Regions from separate parts of the Callithrix jacchus genome. Here region 1 is linked to region 2. Evidence: chromatin contacts called from public Hi-C data. All regions are on one chromosome and are shown on one strand. Each heading gives the region's core, a stretch centred on a gene start, on an enhancer-like site or on the middle of the called end of the contact. The rest is flanking DNA. Distances are from core to core; before and after follow the strand shown.

Evidence for each region. A called contact is a pair of places that touch in the nucleus more often than the background predicts.
Region 1: a contact with region 2 is called in a Hi-C map of induced pluripotent stem cells, with 7 times the contacts expected there. The contact joins two enhancer-like sites. A contact is called at or near these places in 2 of 3 Hi-C or Micro-C datasets (induced pluripotent stem cells and skeletal muscle).

Annotation. Positions count from the first base shown.
Region 1 is chr10:129,439,957-129,444,602 of calJac240_pri, reverse strand. No RefSeq gene overlaps it. Among named protein-coding and RNA genes, the nearest start is that of TRPM5, 5.3 kb to the left of the region's middle. Within about 2 kb of position 1,487, at least 2 of the 16 cell types and tissues checked have an H3K27ac peak or open chromatin away from gene starts, as enhancers often do.
Region 2 is chr10:129,331,402-129,335,714 of calJac240_pri, reverse strand. It overlaps KCNQ1 (potassium voltage-gated channel subfamily Q member 1), which reads left to right. Exons shown (of 12, transcript XM_078341766.1): 2 at 2,998-3,088. Among named protein-coding and RNA genes, the nearest start is that of KCNQ1, 80 kb to the left of the region's middle. Within about 2 kb of position 1,589, at least 2 of the 16 cell types and tissues checked have an H3K27ac peak or open chromatin away from gene starts, as enhancers often do.

The sequences.
Region 1 (4,646 bases), core at 238-2,737, 110 kb before region 2:
GCATGGGCAGCCTCGCCCTCACGACTCCTTTCCCCAAGCCCAGAATCAGCACCGCCCTCCCCCCCGGCCAGCCCAGGGACTGAGGGGGCATTTGGGCAGGTGTTGGGCACCAGGCAAATAGGCTCAGAGGGAGGCGGTGCAAACGGCTGGGATTTGCATGAGCAGGTGCCCAGGTCTTCTGCGCCCCTCCCTGTGTGTCCCAGTGTGGGAGGGAGCTGGGGGCAGCCAGGGGCCTTCGTGACCCCTGGCCAGAAGTCCATCCCAGAACTCCGAAGAGGCAAAACCGAGGCAGCCACTTGGGTGATGAAGGCCCTGGGTCTTTCGCTCAGGGCAGAGGGCACCCATAGCCACAGCCATCCCAGAGACAGCCAGAACCAAATGTGGCCTCCCGGGCACCCCACAGCCAGCGTAGGGCGGAGCTGGATGGCCAGGTCCTGGGGTTCCAGCCCCACTTGTTCCCCCAGGCTGTGTGACTTTGGGTGGGTCCCTCAGCTTCCCTGGGCCAGCCTCATTTGTGAGATTTGGGGGAACGGGTGGTCACAAGGAGAGGGTACAAAAACGGTCCCGTCCAGCAGGCAGGAAGTCAGCTGTGTGTCCCTCTTTCCTCCCCATGAGGATACCCCACCTCCCTGGACTGCAGTGGAGGATATGGCTCAAGGAAGTGGTGGCAAGAGGACAGTGGTGACTCAGTGACCCCAGATTCTCCCACTGCCCCACTCCCCCTGCCGTCGGCTTCTGAGCCACACCTGCCTTTGCAGGCTGCTGACCAGACACTGTCCCTGAAGTCCCAGATCCAGAGCCCGTGGCGCTGGCCCTCCTGCCCAGACCCTCTCCCACCACTGGGCAGCCCGTTCCAGAATGCCCCACCTCACCCACAGTGGGGCCGGCCCTCCACAGCCCTGGGAAGTGGGGCTTCTCCCTGCTAGAGATAAGGAAACTTAGGCAAGAGGCAGAGGAGTGCCAAAGCGGCACTGTCCTGTCTCCCCTCCTTGTGCCCACCTGCCCTTCCCACCCGGGAGGAGGGGGTACGACCCCACCCCTTCTTCCCACCTGGGAGCCAGCAGCGGTGTGAGGTTCCTACCTGCCTGCCTTCTCCCAGCACCCCGACTCGCGGCTGCTGCCCAAGGAGGGAGTGGCGCCGTCTGCCTGCCTTGCGGGGTGTGCCTGTGGGCCTGGCTCTCAAGCCCTTCCTCCTCCTCTTCCCTGCCCAGCACGCCTGGCACCTGGGCAGCCAATGCTGGCCCCAGGGAGCTGACTGTGAACCAACACAGGGCACCACCTGACATGACCTGCTTGGCACAGGCTGAAATCCACCGTGAAATGCGATTGCACAGGGCTTTTCACCTCCGTCTGCACAGCAAGTGAGCACAGGAGCTGCCTCGAGAGCACACGTCTCACGCTGGCTGTCCCACGAAGGACAGGGAGCCAGAGGGACAGCCTCCTCCCAGTGGTGGCCCTGGGAGGCCACAGGGCATTGGCGCATGGCTGATGGTGTCTCATCTGTGCTGGACAGGCTGCACAGCGTGGACCAGCTGTGAGTGATGCCCATTCACTGCTCAGCACCAGGGGTGCTCTGTGAGGACCGTCCCTGCATCCGGAGGCAGGACAGGCTTCCAAGGGGACAGAGTGTGCCGCTGGAGTCCCGAAGTCCTGGATCCAACCTGCGATCGAATCCTCAGCCACTCTGGGCCTCAGTACCTTGGAGTGTGAAACAGGGACTCCGATAGCCCAGCTTCTGGGAGGTTGCAGGGGACACATGAGGAGAACAGAGCCTGGGGGATACCTCTGTGTGCCCCTTCCCAAAAGGGACTCCAAGGACCCCCTGCCCAGGGCCCCTCAAACCATAAACTCCATGAATGGCGGGGAACAGTACCTAGGACTTACTCTCAGGGACACTGGTGGCCACTCTAGGCGGGCCTGTCAGCCACCAGAGGGCACCAAAGGACCACAGGCAGAGTCTGGGGCAGCGGTGGTGATGGGTAGCAGTGATGGTGGTGATGGTGGCAGTAGTCGCGGCGCTGGTGGTGGTGGTGATGATACTGATGGTCATGACGGCGGTGGTGATCCTGGTGATGGCGACGCTGCTGACGGTGGTGATCCCGGTGATGGCGACGCTGCTGACGGTGGTGATCCTGGTGATGGCGACGCTGCTGACGGTGGTGATCCTGGTGATGGCGACGCTGCTGACGGTGGTGATCCTGGTGATGGTGACGCTGCTGACGGTGGTGATCCTGGTGATGGTGACGCTGCTGACGGTGGTGATCCTGGTGATGGTGACGCTGCTGACGGTGGTGATCCTGGTGATGGTGACGCTGCTGACGGTGGTGATCCTGGTGATGGTGGCCACGGTTGTGATGCTGTTGGTGATTATGGTTGTGACAAAATGGTGCTCTTACCAACGAGAGTGGTGGTGATGACAGTGGTGGTGGGCATCAGGGTTGTGGGCGTGGTGATGGTATCACTGTTACCATCAACACAACCACCATCATCACCACCACCACCACCACCACCACCACACTCATCAGTAACACCACCATCACCATCACCACCAGCATCGGCCCCCAGGGCATCTCAGCTATTAGAGTCCCTGGTTTACACTCCAAGGTACTGAGGGTGGTGAATATAGTGATGATGGTGGTGGTGGTGGGAATGATGATGATGATGGTGGTGGGAATGATAATGATGATGATGGTCGTGGTGATGGTGGTGGGAATGATGATGACAATGGTGGTGATGATGATGGTGGTAGGAATGATGATGATGAAGGTGGTGGTGATGGTGGGAATGATGATGATGATGGTGGTGGGAATGATGATGATGGTGGTGGTGATGGTGGTGGGAATGATGATGATGGTGGTGGTGATGAAGGTGGTGGTGGTGATGGTGGTGATGATGGTGGTGGGATTGATGATGATGGTGGTGGTGATGAAGGTGGTGGTGGTGATGGTGGTGATGGTGTTGGTGGTGGTGGTGATGGTGGTGATGATGGTGGTAGGAATGATGATGATGGTGCTGGGAATGATGATGATGAAGGTGGTGGTGATGATAGTGATGGTGTTGGTGGTGGGAATGATGATGGTGGTGGTGGTGATGGTGGTGATGATGGTGGTAGGAATGATGATGATGGTGGTGGTGATGATGGTGATGGGAATGATGATGGTGGTGGTGGGAATGATGATGATGAAGGTGGTGGTGATGATGGTGGTGGGAATGATGATGATGAAGGTGGCGGTGATGATAGTGATGGTGTTGGTGGTGGGAATGATGATGATGATGATGGTAGTGGTGGTAGTTACTGTGGTGGTGGCAGTGATGGTATTAATACTGATGAAGGTGGTGGTGATGATGGCGGTGGACATTTTGGCAGTGGTGATGGCAGTGGTGGTTATAATAGTTGTGATGGTGGTGGTGGTGATAGTGATGGTCATGATGGTGGTGATATTGACAATGATTGTGGTGGTGGTCCTGATGACGGTGTTTGTGATGCTGGTGGAGGTGGTGGGGAGGATGGTCGTGGTGATTATGGTCATCGAGGTGATTATGGTGATGCCGAAATGGTGGTGTTTGAGTTGATGATGGTGGTGATGAACATGGTGGTGGTGGTGATAATGATCATGGTGTTGCTTATGTTGGTGTTTGTAATGATCGTGGAGGTAGTAGTGGTGGCCATGATAGTGTGTGAGTGGCAATGGTGTTCATGTTGGTTGTGATGGTGGTAGTGATTGTGGTGATAATGACGATGATTATGATGATGGTGGACACAGGGGTGATGGTGGTGCTTTTGGTGATGGCGGTGTTTGTGGTAATGGTAATGGTGATGGTGGTGGTGATGATGATGCTGGAGGTGATGGTGACAGTGGTGTTACTGAGGAGAGTGGTGGTGATGACTGATTTTGGTGATGATGGTGATGGCGGTGGTGGAGGATATAGTGGTGGGGGTGGTGATGATGGTGGTTGTGATGATGGTGTTCATGGTGGTGGTGATGGTGGTGATGCTGCTGCTGGTGGTGATTATGATGGTGGTGACTGTGCTGGTGATAGTGGCGGTGGTGATGATGGTTGTGATGGGGATGACGGCAGAGGTGATGGTGGGAGTGACGGTGGTGTTTGATAGTGGTGGTGGTCGTGATGGTGTTCATGTTGGTAATGGTGATAATGGTGGTGGTGACAATGATGGTGATGGTCGTGATAATGATGGCAGTGGTGATGATGGTGGGGGTGGTGACTGTGGTGGTGACGATGGTGGTGATGGCAATACTGGTGATGATGGTGCGGGTGTTTTGGTGGTGGTGATTTTGGTGATGGTTCTGGTGGTGGCAATTTTAGTTGTGGTGACGGTGGTGGTGGTGGTGATGGTGATGATGATGGAGTTGATTGTGGTGGTGGTGATGATGGTGGTAAATGGTAGTAATGGTGCTGATGATGGTGGTGATGATAATGGCACTAATGGTGATGATGGAAGTGGTGGTAATTGTGGTGGTGATGATCATGGTGGTGGTGGTGGTGACGACTGTGGGGGTGGTGATGAGGGTGGTGGAGGTGCTGATGATGTTGGTAATGACGGTAGTGTTGGTATTGGTGATGATGGTGATCATGCTGGTGGTGGTAATGGTGGTGACAATGATAGCGGTGTTTGTTTTGGTGGT
Region 2 (4,313 bases), core at 340-2,839:
AGTGGGCAGCATGTTCAGGGCAAAGTGGGCCAGGCTGAGCCCACTTGCGGCACCCGGAATGGTGCCCAGTGCAGAGGGGCCCTCCCCCTCCTGGCTGACCTTTGCTCGTGTCCCCGTAAGATCCACAGATTCACCCTATGGAGGGGACCCTGCACAGTCGTCCTGGAGGCTCCAGCCGTGTCTGTCGAACAAAGTACTCTGCACCCACCCCAAGCCAGCACTGTGTGGATTATGGCCCCAGAGACAGATGAGGGCATGGTGGTCAGTGTGGGAGACTGGCAGGGCCTGGACACCCTGTCCAAGCTGTGCAGGAAGTATCCTTAGAGCCAAGGCAGTGTGGAGGGTGGGGTGCAGAGAGGGCCCCTGGCTGGAAGCACCTCACGTGCAAATGCCAGGCAGTTGATGCAGCCAGAGCTCCGGGTGGGCAGGGTCAGGGGACCGAGGCCCAAGGAAGGGCAGGGTTGCATGCCAGCTTCCAGGTGCTCCTGGGAACCACAGGGCTGATCACACTTGTATTTGGGCCGAATGTCCCAGTGAGGGAGTAACCTCAGGAAGCAAAGGAAGGGTCATGGTGGCAGGGACACAGTGGCAACTTTGGGGCTTAGAGATTAAATGAAGGAGGGCCAGGCGCGGTGGCTCACGCCTATAATCCCAGCACTTCAGGAGGCCGAGGCGGGTGGATCACAAGGTCAAGAGATCGAGACCATCCTGGTCAACAAGGTGAAACCCCATCTCTACTAAAAATACAAAAAATTAGCTGGGCATGGTGGCGTGTGCCTGTAATCCCAGCTACTCAGGAGGCTGAGGCAGGAGAATTGCCTGAACCCAGGAGGCGGAGGTTGCGTTGAGTCAAGATCATGCCATTGCACTCCAGCCTGGGTAACAAGAGCAAAACTCCATCTCAAAAAAAAGAGATTAAATGAAGGAGCTCACACAGGGCTGATCACCTCCTGTGTGCCAGGCCCTGTCCTGGGCGTGGACTGCAGCCCACTCTTGGGGTGCTCATGGTCTGGCGGGTGCACAACAGACTCTGGTCCCAGCGGCGATACTTGAGTATAAAGGACACAGTGGGGTGCTGTGGGGGCCAGGTTTGGACGTCAGAACTGGGCTCTGCCCATGAGACACAGCCGCCTGCTGGACCCTCAAGCTGGCCTTCCACGCTGGGCAGCAGCAGGTATAGGGGGACTGAGGTGGGCTGGGCCAGGCACAGTCAGGACTGGCAACAAGGCTGGGAGGAGCTGGGGTGGTCTGGGGCCATCGTGGTATCATGCTGGGGGGCGACATTGAGGGTTCACTGTCTGGCTGGGTATGTGGGCTGGGGGTGCCGAGGGCGGAGGTGGGCACTGCGGTCAGGGGGAGATGAGGATGGATGGGCAGGTTGCACACAGGGGCTCACTGGGGTTGGCTCTGCGGGTGGAGCTGGCCGGTGTGGGCAGGATGGGGTGTCGTTGAGGCAGGTGGCTGAGGAAGTGGTGGCTGCAGCAGCGGGACTGTGGCTGTGGGGAGGGAGGAACCCAGGAAGGGGGCCTGAGCAGGGTCATTGGCTGAGTGAGTCCTCCAGTGCCTTTGGATGGGGCAGCCAGAGGCCTGGAAAGGATTGCCTGCCCACAGGAGCTTGTGGAGCTGGCCCCAGAGCCCCAGCTCGCTTAGAAGCCTCTGTGCATGGGAGGATGAGCCAGGGCAGGCCGTGCAGGGAGGTAGCCTGCTTGCTGTGGGCTCTGGGGACCTGGGGAGGGTGTGTCAGGCTGTGCGCAACTGGACAGGTGTGAGAGGATGGGTTCTGGGTGCGGCCGAGTGCAGGAGTTCCCCTGGCTGCCCTGGGTAGGTTAGAAGCCACTCGGGATGGCAGGACCTCAGGGAGAGGAGGAGCCTGGGGCACCCTATGCTGGCACCCCCACGTTGTGTGTGTGGCTTTCTGTTTGTGTCTCCCGGGGACCTTGGAGCCATGTGGCCGCTTGCTGGCCGTCCTGTCGCTGAGAACCCATGAGCAAGCTGAGGCCGGGGTCCCTCCGCTTGCTCCCTTGGAGTCTCCCCTGAGGCAGGAGGAAGGCGGGGCAGGCCCTGGAGAGTGCGTTTGCGGAGGCAGCAGCTCCTTATCTTTATGGTTCCGGGGATCAGAGCAGGCGGCCCGTCTGTTCTCCACGCACCCACAGAGCGTTGGCCCCAGGGTGGGGCTCTGCGCCTTCCCTTTCATGGGTTCTGTGGCTCAGCCTCAGGGCCCTGGGGAGGAGGAAGTAAAACCACATGATAGGGCCCACAGCCTGCAGCCTCGAGGCCCCTCTGCCAACCAGATGCTTGGTGCAGATGTTAGGACCCTCACCCAGCCGGGCTGGCTTCTGTGCTGTGACCACCAGCACCCCTGCCCTGGGCCTTCCACTCTTGGTCAGGGGCCACTGACTGCGCTCCGGAAGTGAGCTGTAAAATCAGCTGTGCCGAGATGCAATTCCACGCCGTGTTTCACTTACAGAAAGTGGGCCCCTCGTGGCTGTAGGACACTGAGCGTTGTGTGGCCATCACGGCCATCTGCATCCAGAGCGTTTAACCCGCCCTGGGGCAGCCACCAGTCTGCTTTCTGTTTCTGTGGCTCTGGCTGTCCTGGGGGTAGCCACGTGGCAGGTGGTCAGCAGGCGGTCACCTGTCTGTGTCTGACCTTGGCACCATGTTTCCAGGGCAGGTGTCTGGCCTGTGTCTGGCCTTGGCACCACTTTTCCAGGGCCCGTCCATGTGGCGGCTTGTGTTGGCACCTTGTCCCGTCCCGTGACGGGCCGGCATCCCTCGTGCAGACCCACCTTGAGTCAGCTAACGGACAACCTGTGCTCAGCTAACGGACAACTGCATTTTCACAGCACTGTCCATTCCTACCCAGGGGCAGGGCTGAGGCCGGGGTCCCTCCGCTTGCTCCCCAGGTGCATCTGTGGGGTGGACTGAGGCCGTGGAACCGACCGCTGTGGGGTAGGCAGAGGCCGTGGAACTGACCACCGTGTCCCTGTCTTGCAGCTTCCTCATTGTCCTGGTCTGCCTCATCTTCAGCGTGCTGTCCACCATCGAGCAATATGCTGCCCTGGCCACGGGGACCCTCTTCTGGATGGTATGTAGCGTCCGAGGGCACGGCTGGATGTCACGCTGCCTGGGGGCTGGCATCTCCCTGGCACTGATCCCATAACGTGGGGCAGAGCCGCTCCTGGCCCCCTGCTCACATGTTGGCCCTGCCCTGATACACGGTGGGGACACCTCCCCAGCACCCACACTTGCCAAGTGACTTGGGATGTGTGTGTCACAGGCCAGGGGGGCAAGGACTGAGAGAAGCCTGGAGCTGGCAGTCTGAAAGGGCTTCCTAGAGAGGGGCTTCCAAGCTTGGCTGAAAGGAAGGAGGATGTAGGGTGGAGCTGGTGGTGTGGCTGGCAGACACCTGCCCGAGCCTTCGTCCAGTGTCCCTGGCGTCTGGTGACTCCTGCTCCTGGGTTATGGCTGGCACATGGGCCCTGAAGGTGTCCCAGCAGCAGCCCCCACCCCAGGCACCTGGGTGGTCCCTTCCATCAGCTAAGCTGGGGGAAGTGCCTGCCTCAGCACACAGTCCTTCCTCAGGCCTTTGCTGGGTTCCGAGTGCCCTGTGTCTTCCTCCCTGCGGGTGAGGGCTGGCACCACTAGCCGCGTTGTGCCTGTGTGCCCAGAAGCAATGAAGGGAAGGGAAAGTTGACTCCCTAGAAATGAGATGAAGCCATTGTGAGAAGACTCAGGGGCCTGGCGGGACAGGCTCCTCTGGCCAGGAAGACATAGCACCGACAAGAAGCATGAAACCAGTGTGCCTGGAGGTGCCCAGGGTCGCTTGAGGATCCGGGGAATTTCCAACCCCCACGTCCTGGGCCTGGGCAGCTGTCTGAGCTCCTCTCTCTGAGGTGGGGTCTCAGGACTCCTGTCCTCCCCAAGAAAGGGCTGGGAACAGGTCCCCAGATACCTCTCAACCTGAACAGGCCCAGCTCTGGCGAGGAGGCCTGGAGTGAGTGGCCATAGGTGGGGCTGCTCCATGCTGTGCCATTTCTGCTGGCCAGGTGCTGGGAGCAGGACGAGGCAGGCTCACGGCCTGGTAGGAAACCTTGAAGTTGATCTGGCTGTGAGGCTACCTGGAAGGCGGGGTGCAGGGGACCAGCTGTGTCTGGAGCCCACGGGGTCCCCACGGAAGCCGCCTGAGTGTGGGCCGTGGGCAGCGCACAGGCTCCAGCAGGACCCGGTCCGGCAACTCTCCCTGGTCCGGTGTCACCATTTTCCAGTCTTGTGGAATATTCCCGGTATCTGCAAAGGGAGAGTCGCGGCTC